2 separate regions of the Mus musculus genome follow, and region 2 is linked to region 1. A link is a contact called in public HiChIP or PLAC-seq data. All regions are on one chromosome and are shown on one strand. Each heading gives the region's core, a stretch centred on a gene start, on an enhancer-like site or on the middle of the called end of the contact. The rest is flanking DNA. Distances are from core to core; before and after follow the strand shown.

Region 1 (2,927 bases), core at 147-2,646:
ATTGTAGCACCTGCTGCCAAGTCTGATGACCCTAGTTCTGCCTCTGGGCATCACATGATGGAATGAGAAAACAAACACCTGTGCATTGTCCTGTGACCACATATATGATGTGACATGCATGCAAACACACAAACCAAATGTAAAATTTTAAAAGAAAACTCAACATTTGAATATATTTAATTGCAGTTCTTTTTCTATGTGCATCCATATGAATTTTGAGACAAACTATATCATAATTGACTATTTTTACATTTTATACTCATCTTATATCATTAAGTAATTTTAAGATTCAGTTTTAAGTCTACGTATGATGTTATCTTACTAACATGCCATAAAATTTAACCCTTTGCTACTCATCATATGTCTATGTGCCACTTATCATAAATAACTGCAAGTGTTGCGGGGTGGGTGGGGGAGGAATTTAGCAGAGGATTGATTTGGGGACATAGGCAATGCTTGTGGTGTGACTCACCAACACCGTGGGAGAGGCATGCACATCTACCACATGTGTGGTTTGCGGGGGCGTGCCTCCCCAAGGTCGCCAGTGGAATCAACAGACCATGAAGACTCAGTGTGTTCCCTGTTAAATTTGTAACTGCCCAGGTGGGGGAGGTGAGTCCAGGGTTGCACTCGCAGTGCTAAGCAGGTGAATTTGGGTGTGTGACGCCTTTGGGCTTCTGCCTGCAATGCTTACAGCTGCTGCTTTTCTTGTCCAATTTCTTCTCTCCAGTTGCTGGGGCTTCCAGACGCAGATGACGACGCGTTTGAAGAGTACAGTGCGGATGTGGAGGAGGAGGAGCCAGAGGCGGACCACCCGCAAATGGGGGTCAGTCAGCAGTAAACTCCTAGGTCACCTTGCAGAAGGGGAGTAAGCCCTGTGCACCCCATGGGGTCCGGTCCTCCGGACAGAGTTCGGTGCTCCTGGGGTAGCCCTTTTGCATTAGCACTTCAAAACAGGACATCCCGCTCCTGGCATCAGAATGAAAATGAAATACCCTTTAAATGACCACACAATATCTGTGACGAGGTTTGCTCGGCAGTGACCGGAATTGCCGCCCCACCTTGGTGGGGTCTCTATGGAGATGTCTTGGTAGCTTTTGCCCCTTTGAAGTTAGAGTCCGTCCGTGTTGTGGCTGCCTGTTCCCTCTCGAGTTTATGTTGGAGGATTAATGTTTCCTGACTGGAATGTAGAGAACTCTGAATGTATTAAGGATGTGTTCTGAGTCCTCACAGGTGACCTTGCTGAGGAAAAGCATGACGGAGGAGAAACGCAGCCTGCACTGTTTGTGTACCTTTTAAGTGTCCGTAAGTGAAAGGCTTCGCTTAGAAAGCATGAGTTTTCATATCTAGTCATGCGCATGCGCATGAGCAAGCGCAGAGGGTGAGGGCGGCTGAGGCTCCTTCAGGGAGTTCACCACTGTCTGCGTTGGTTCCCCGGGCGCGCAGCCGCCAGCCACTGGTCAGTGTAGATGCTTCCTGGGTGTTTGATAGTTTTTTTAAAGCATGCTGCTTCCAAAGCCGCTTTTAAATTCTAATAGTGGAAAGTGTAGATGGGGTGAAAGATGTAAACGATTGGTTTCTTGACACTGTCTATAAGCCTGCATATGAAACAGTAACCTTTTCTCTTTATGACGAGACGGCAGCTTACTTAATCGTGAGAACAGCCCGGATCTGAGCAAGTGCCCCTTAAGCTTTGAAGCCATAGGTAAATCTAACAGGAAAAGAAACTAGGATAGAAATATTAATAAAATGAAATCATTTGCTTTCCTAATCTTTTATTCTTTAGAGAATGTCAAGAGGGGCTCCCAGTGAGTTAATTTATTTAAAATTATAATTAATTACTCTAGGGGACCTACTTGCAGTGAAATTTTTAAAGGGACCTGAAAGTAAGAATCTTAATTACGAGATCGCTTGGGTTGCAAGAGGGTGAGTTAATGATCAGGACACACAGACAACTCCCAGGCGTGACTGCTCTCATCATTAGCCAGTAAGTACTTAGCAAGATATTCTCTGATGCCACTGTGAGACCCTTCCACGCGTGTCTCAGGTTCTCATAACTTAGGGTGCAAGTGTCCCTTGACAGTGCTTGACTGCTCTGTGCATCGAGTGTGGGCGTGTTTCAAACGCACACCCACACCACTTATGTTGCTGGTATTTTAAATTTAAAAAAGAAGGAGATGATGAAGAAGAAGGAGATGTCCACGACCACTTGCGCTGACAGGAGCTTGTGTGGATGGCCAGCGTGTATGGGCATTCTCTGTTTAATGCAGGGGCAGTTCGAAGAGTCCCATGCTCCTTGGTGTATTGTAGATTTCAGCTGCTGGGTGATGTCACACACTGGTTTCCATCTGTGCTTTTGTACCTGTGTGTTTTATTGTCTGGAAGAAACTTACTAATACCAAGCCAAGTGAGTTCTCTTGAAGTAGCCCATTAGCAATGTCACACTGAGTGCTCCTTCCAGGGTGCAAGGTCCAGCCTTTGAGTCCTGCCCATCGCCCCACTTTGTGAGCATACAGCAGGGAGAGTGAGCTCTCTGTCTTGTAGGTACTGTCCAGGGCAGGTAACCTTCTTTTACATATGGTTGGTCACACAAATATATGGCTTTTATGGCTAAATGAGGATGCCTGAGCAGTTTGCTCCATTCTGAGGTAACCTGCAATTTTATACACAGAGGCTTCAAATCTAAATTTACATGTGTTTGAACATTAATATAAGATGAATTTTTATCAAAAATGTATTTAAACTTTGACCAGATATACTCGGTGTTATCACATTAATGTTCTCTATTTGTACAAGTTGAGCTAAGACCCCCTCCTAGTGGTGCAGCGGGCTGCTAAAAACTCTCCTCTTCTGCCCAGGGGTGAGGAAGAGAGAATATCCCTGGATGTGGTTGATTTCCACGGCAAACCCCAGAGGCATCCACACAT
Region 2 (2,700 bases), core at 23-2,522, 230 kb after region 1:
TGCAAGGGGAGGGGAGGAAGGTGGGGAAGGGGAGGGAGGGGAGAAAGGAGGAGGGTGGGAAGGAAGGAGGAGGGAGGGGAGGAAGGAGGAGGGAGGGGAGGAAGGGGAGGTGCCTTTGGGCCAGGCGTGTGAAAGCTGGGCCTGTTTTGAGGGGACTTCTGGCACCTTCAGCTAAGCTGAGAGTAGGTGGCAAAGCCTGCTTCATCCCTGTGGTGGGCCCGGGTTTGTGGAAATAGCTGGGAGAGATTTAATTCACCTTTTAAATAAAGAAGTGCTTTTCAGTTCTGAGTTCATAACCCGTGCAACCTCGGCAATAATGACCAGACCCAACCCTCAAAAATGACTCAAAATGTTACCAGATTACTGTCAGTGTGGTGTTCTGCTTCAGGGCCTGCGCAAGGCTCTTCCCTCCCTCCGGAGAGATGCCATTGAATGCAAGACTAGAAAGGAAGACACAGGGGACGGATTATTACAGGCCTGTCCATGGTTGGCCTTGCCGTCGACACTCAGTCACCTGGGAAGTATCTGTCTGCACACAGCACCAGGCAGGAAGCGGGGTGCTTGGCCCAACAGCAGGAGCCTGAGGGTCTGAAAAGACCTTGTAGAAACAAAGGGAGAACTCCAGGGTTTGCATCTGAGCTGACGGCCAAGGGATCCTGGTGCTCTGAAAGAGGACTGTGCCAGGCTTGTATGTGTGAGGGCATTCACAGGGCTGCTCAGACCATCTGAGAGTTTCAGAAACCCATGGAGTCTTGGACTCCTTTCCATGGTAGAGCCTATAAGACTCTAAGACTCCAAGGCTCTGGGGTCAGGCAAGGACACTAATGGATGGCTGTTCACAGGAAGGGAGGGCCCCCTCTGTCCTAGAGTCATTTGAGAAAGAGGAAGGAACGGGAACCTGCCTGCCAGTGTCCCTTCCGTTTTATCTGGGCTTGAATATTGCTCCTAGCCTCTGCCCCTACAAAGGGTGCCACATGGAGAAACTGAGGGGCTTCAGGTGTCCCGTGTCATCCTGTTGTTCACTGGGCACTTAAGAATAATGCACTTGACCAAAAACTCACACCCACTGAGGAAAACTTCAGCAAGAGAAGCCAAGTGCCAATCAATGTTGCCCTAGTAGAAAAGACAGGCACCCCCTCCCAACAGTTCCTCCCCAGGTCCCTGGAGCCCATATCTCAGAAGGCACGTTACCTGAGAGTGGTCAGGCTGGGGTGGTCCTTCAATGCCTCTGCGAAGGCCTTTGCCCCTTCGTCTCCAATCTGATTACCCCACATCCTGAAAGCAGAGGTAAGAAAAGGACTGTTCCGCGGCCACACCTCCAGCTGATGACAGCTGCCCTCTTGGTTCATTCTCAATAGGCAACTCCCAGAGCAGTTACCTCAGGCCCAGCCTGCAGCTGCCTAAGAAGCCAGCCCTGGGCTACAGTTACAGAGAGCTGTGAAAACAGCAACAGCCTTAAGTCCAGAGAGGCAGATCAGCAGGTTGCGCAGCTCGCAGCTCGAGACCAGCCTCTCTGAACTTTGAGAAGGCTCCAGTGGGAGACACTCAGCCAGCAACTGCCCTAGAAAGAAAATCCCAGGCCACTCTGAAGAGCTGTGCACAGGAGTTAGATGTTCACCCTGGATCAACTGAGGTAGCAAACGGATGGCCACTGGAGATGATTTTGGCCTCCCAGGAAGCCAAGAACTGGAGCTGTGGCTGAAACCTCACCAGCAACCTTACTTGTATGTGGCAAGAATGTTGCCAACCAGGGCCTGAGTTCCACTTCAGTCTCGGTGGATAATTAGAACACTGAAGCTGATCTCCCTGGCCAGGCAGACCTCTCAGAGGGCAAAATAAACAATCTGCCTAGTGAAAGTCTCACATCGAGCTCTGCCTCTGGGAAGAGAAATCTCAGTGGAGAACCCGCCTCCATCAGATGGACCTATAGGAAACTCTGTAAGGCTGGAGAACCCGCCTTCATCAGATGGACCTATAGGAAACTCTGTAGGGTGTGTTCTTGAGGTATGTAAGAAGGCAGGCCGGAGTGAGCCCCAGAAGCTAGCCAGTAAGTAGCAAGCCTCTGTGGTCTCTGCTTCAGGTCCTGCCTCCAGGTTCCTGCTTGAGTTCCTGCCCTGACTTTCCTCAATGATAGGCTGTGACGGGGAAAATGTTAAGCCAAACAAACCCTTCGGTCCTCTAGCTGATTCTGGCCTTAGTGTTTATCACTAAGGCCATTAAAAAAAGTAAACAAAGACAGACACCTATACTGCCTGTGCAACCTCGGGTAAGCATTTAAATGTCTTCAGCCCCAGTTTCTGAAATCCTCCGTCAAACGGGATAACAAGGGCAGCCTTTGCAGAGCATTGAGAGAGGTTGTGTGATACCATAGATGGCAGCCCTTAGAACAGTGCCTGGCCTGGAAGGGCTGGCTGTTTCCATCAGGAAGAGAGGCTCTGTCCCAGGGAACAGGATAAGCTCCCCAGTCTGCCCTCTCGAAACAGCTCCTGCCCTTCATGAAGAGCCAACAGGCTGCTTTCAGGTATGGGCTACAGGTTCCTGTTTTCAGCTGGGGGGGAGGGGGGGGAAGGCATGCACAATACAATTGAGTGGCATAGTTTTTAAGTAAAGTGTCAGAATATTTATGATGTGAAACTAAGTGGGAAAAAATGAAGATAAAATCTGTCCACGTGGTTGACTTCTGTTATGTAAAAATAATAG

Evidence for each region. HiChIP or PLAC-seq counts read pairs in DNA pulled down with a chosen protein or histone mark.
Region 2: a contact with region 1 is called in an H3K4me3 HiChIP or PLAC-seq map of bone marrow-derived macrophages, with 6 times the contacts expected there. The contact joins two enhancer-like sites. A contact is called at or near these places in 18 of 484 Hi-C or Micro-C datasets (CD8 T cells, the CH12 cell line, the G1E-ER4 cell line and 9 more), 11 of 115 datasets of contacts at active chromatin or transcription factors (CD8 T cells, T-cell acute lymphoblastic leukemia, bone marrow-derived macrophages and 5 more) and 4 of 9 other capture datasets (adipose tissue, embryonic stem cells, liver and 1 more).

The regions. Positions count from the first base shown.
Region 1 is chr6:54,698,250-54,701,176 of GRCm38.p6, forward strand. Mturn (maturin, neural progenitor differentiation regulator homolog (Xenopus)) reads left to right here. Exons shown (of 3, transcript NM_001289740.1): 3 at 731-2,927. The coding sequence ends at 841. Among named protein-coding and RNA genes, the nearest start is that of Mturn, 18 kb to the left of the region's middle. Within about 2 kb of position 1,397, at least 171 of the 459 cell types and tissues checked have an H3K27ac peak or open chromatin away from gene starts, as enhancers often do. A contact at or near this core is called in CD8 T cells, adipose tissue, bone marrow-derived macrophages and 2 more, where this site is marked.
Region 2 is chr6:54,933,204-54,935,903 of GRCm38.p6, forward strand. Nod1 (nucleotide-binding oligomerization domain containing 1) reads right to left here. Exons shown (of 12, transcript NM_172729.3): 8 at 1,192-1,275; 9 at 357-440. Among named protein-coding and RNA genes, the nearest start is that of Nod1, 38 kb to the right of the region's middle. Within about 2 kb of position 1,273, at least 54 of the 459 cell types and tissues checked have an H3K27ac peak or open chromatin away from gene starts, as enhancers often do. A contact at or near this core is called in CD8 T cells, adipose tissue, bone marrow-derived macrophages and 2 more, where this site is marked.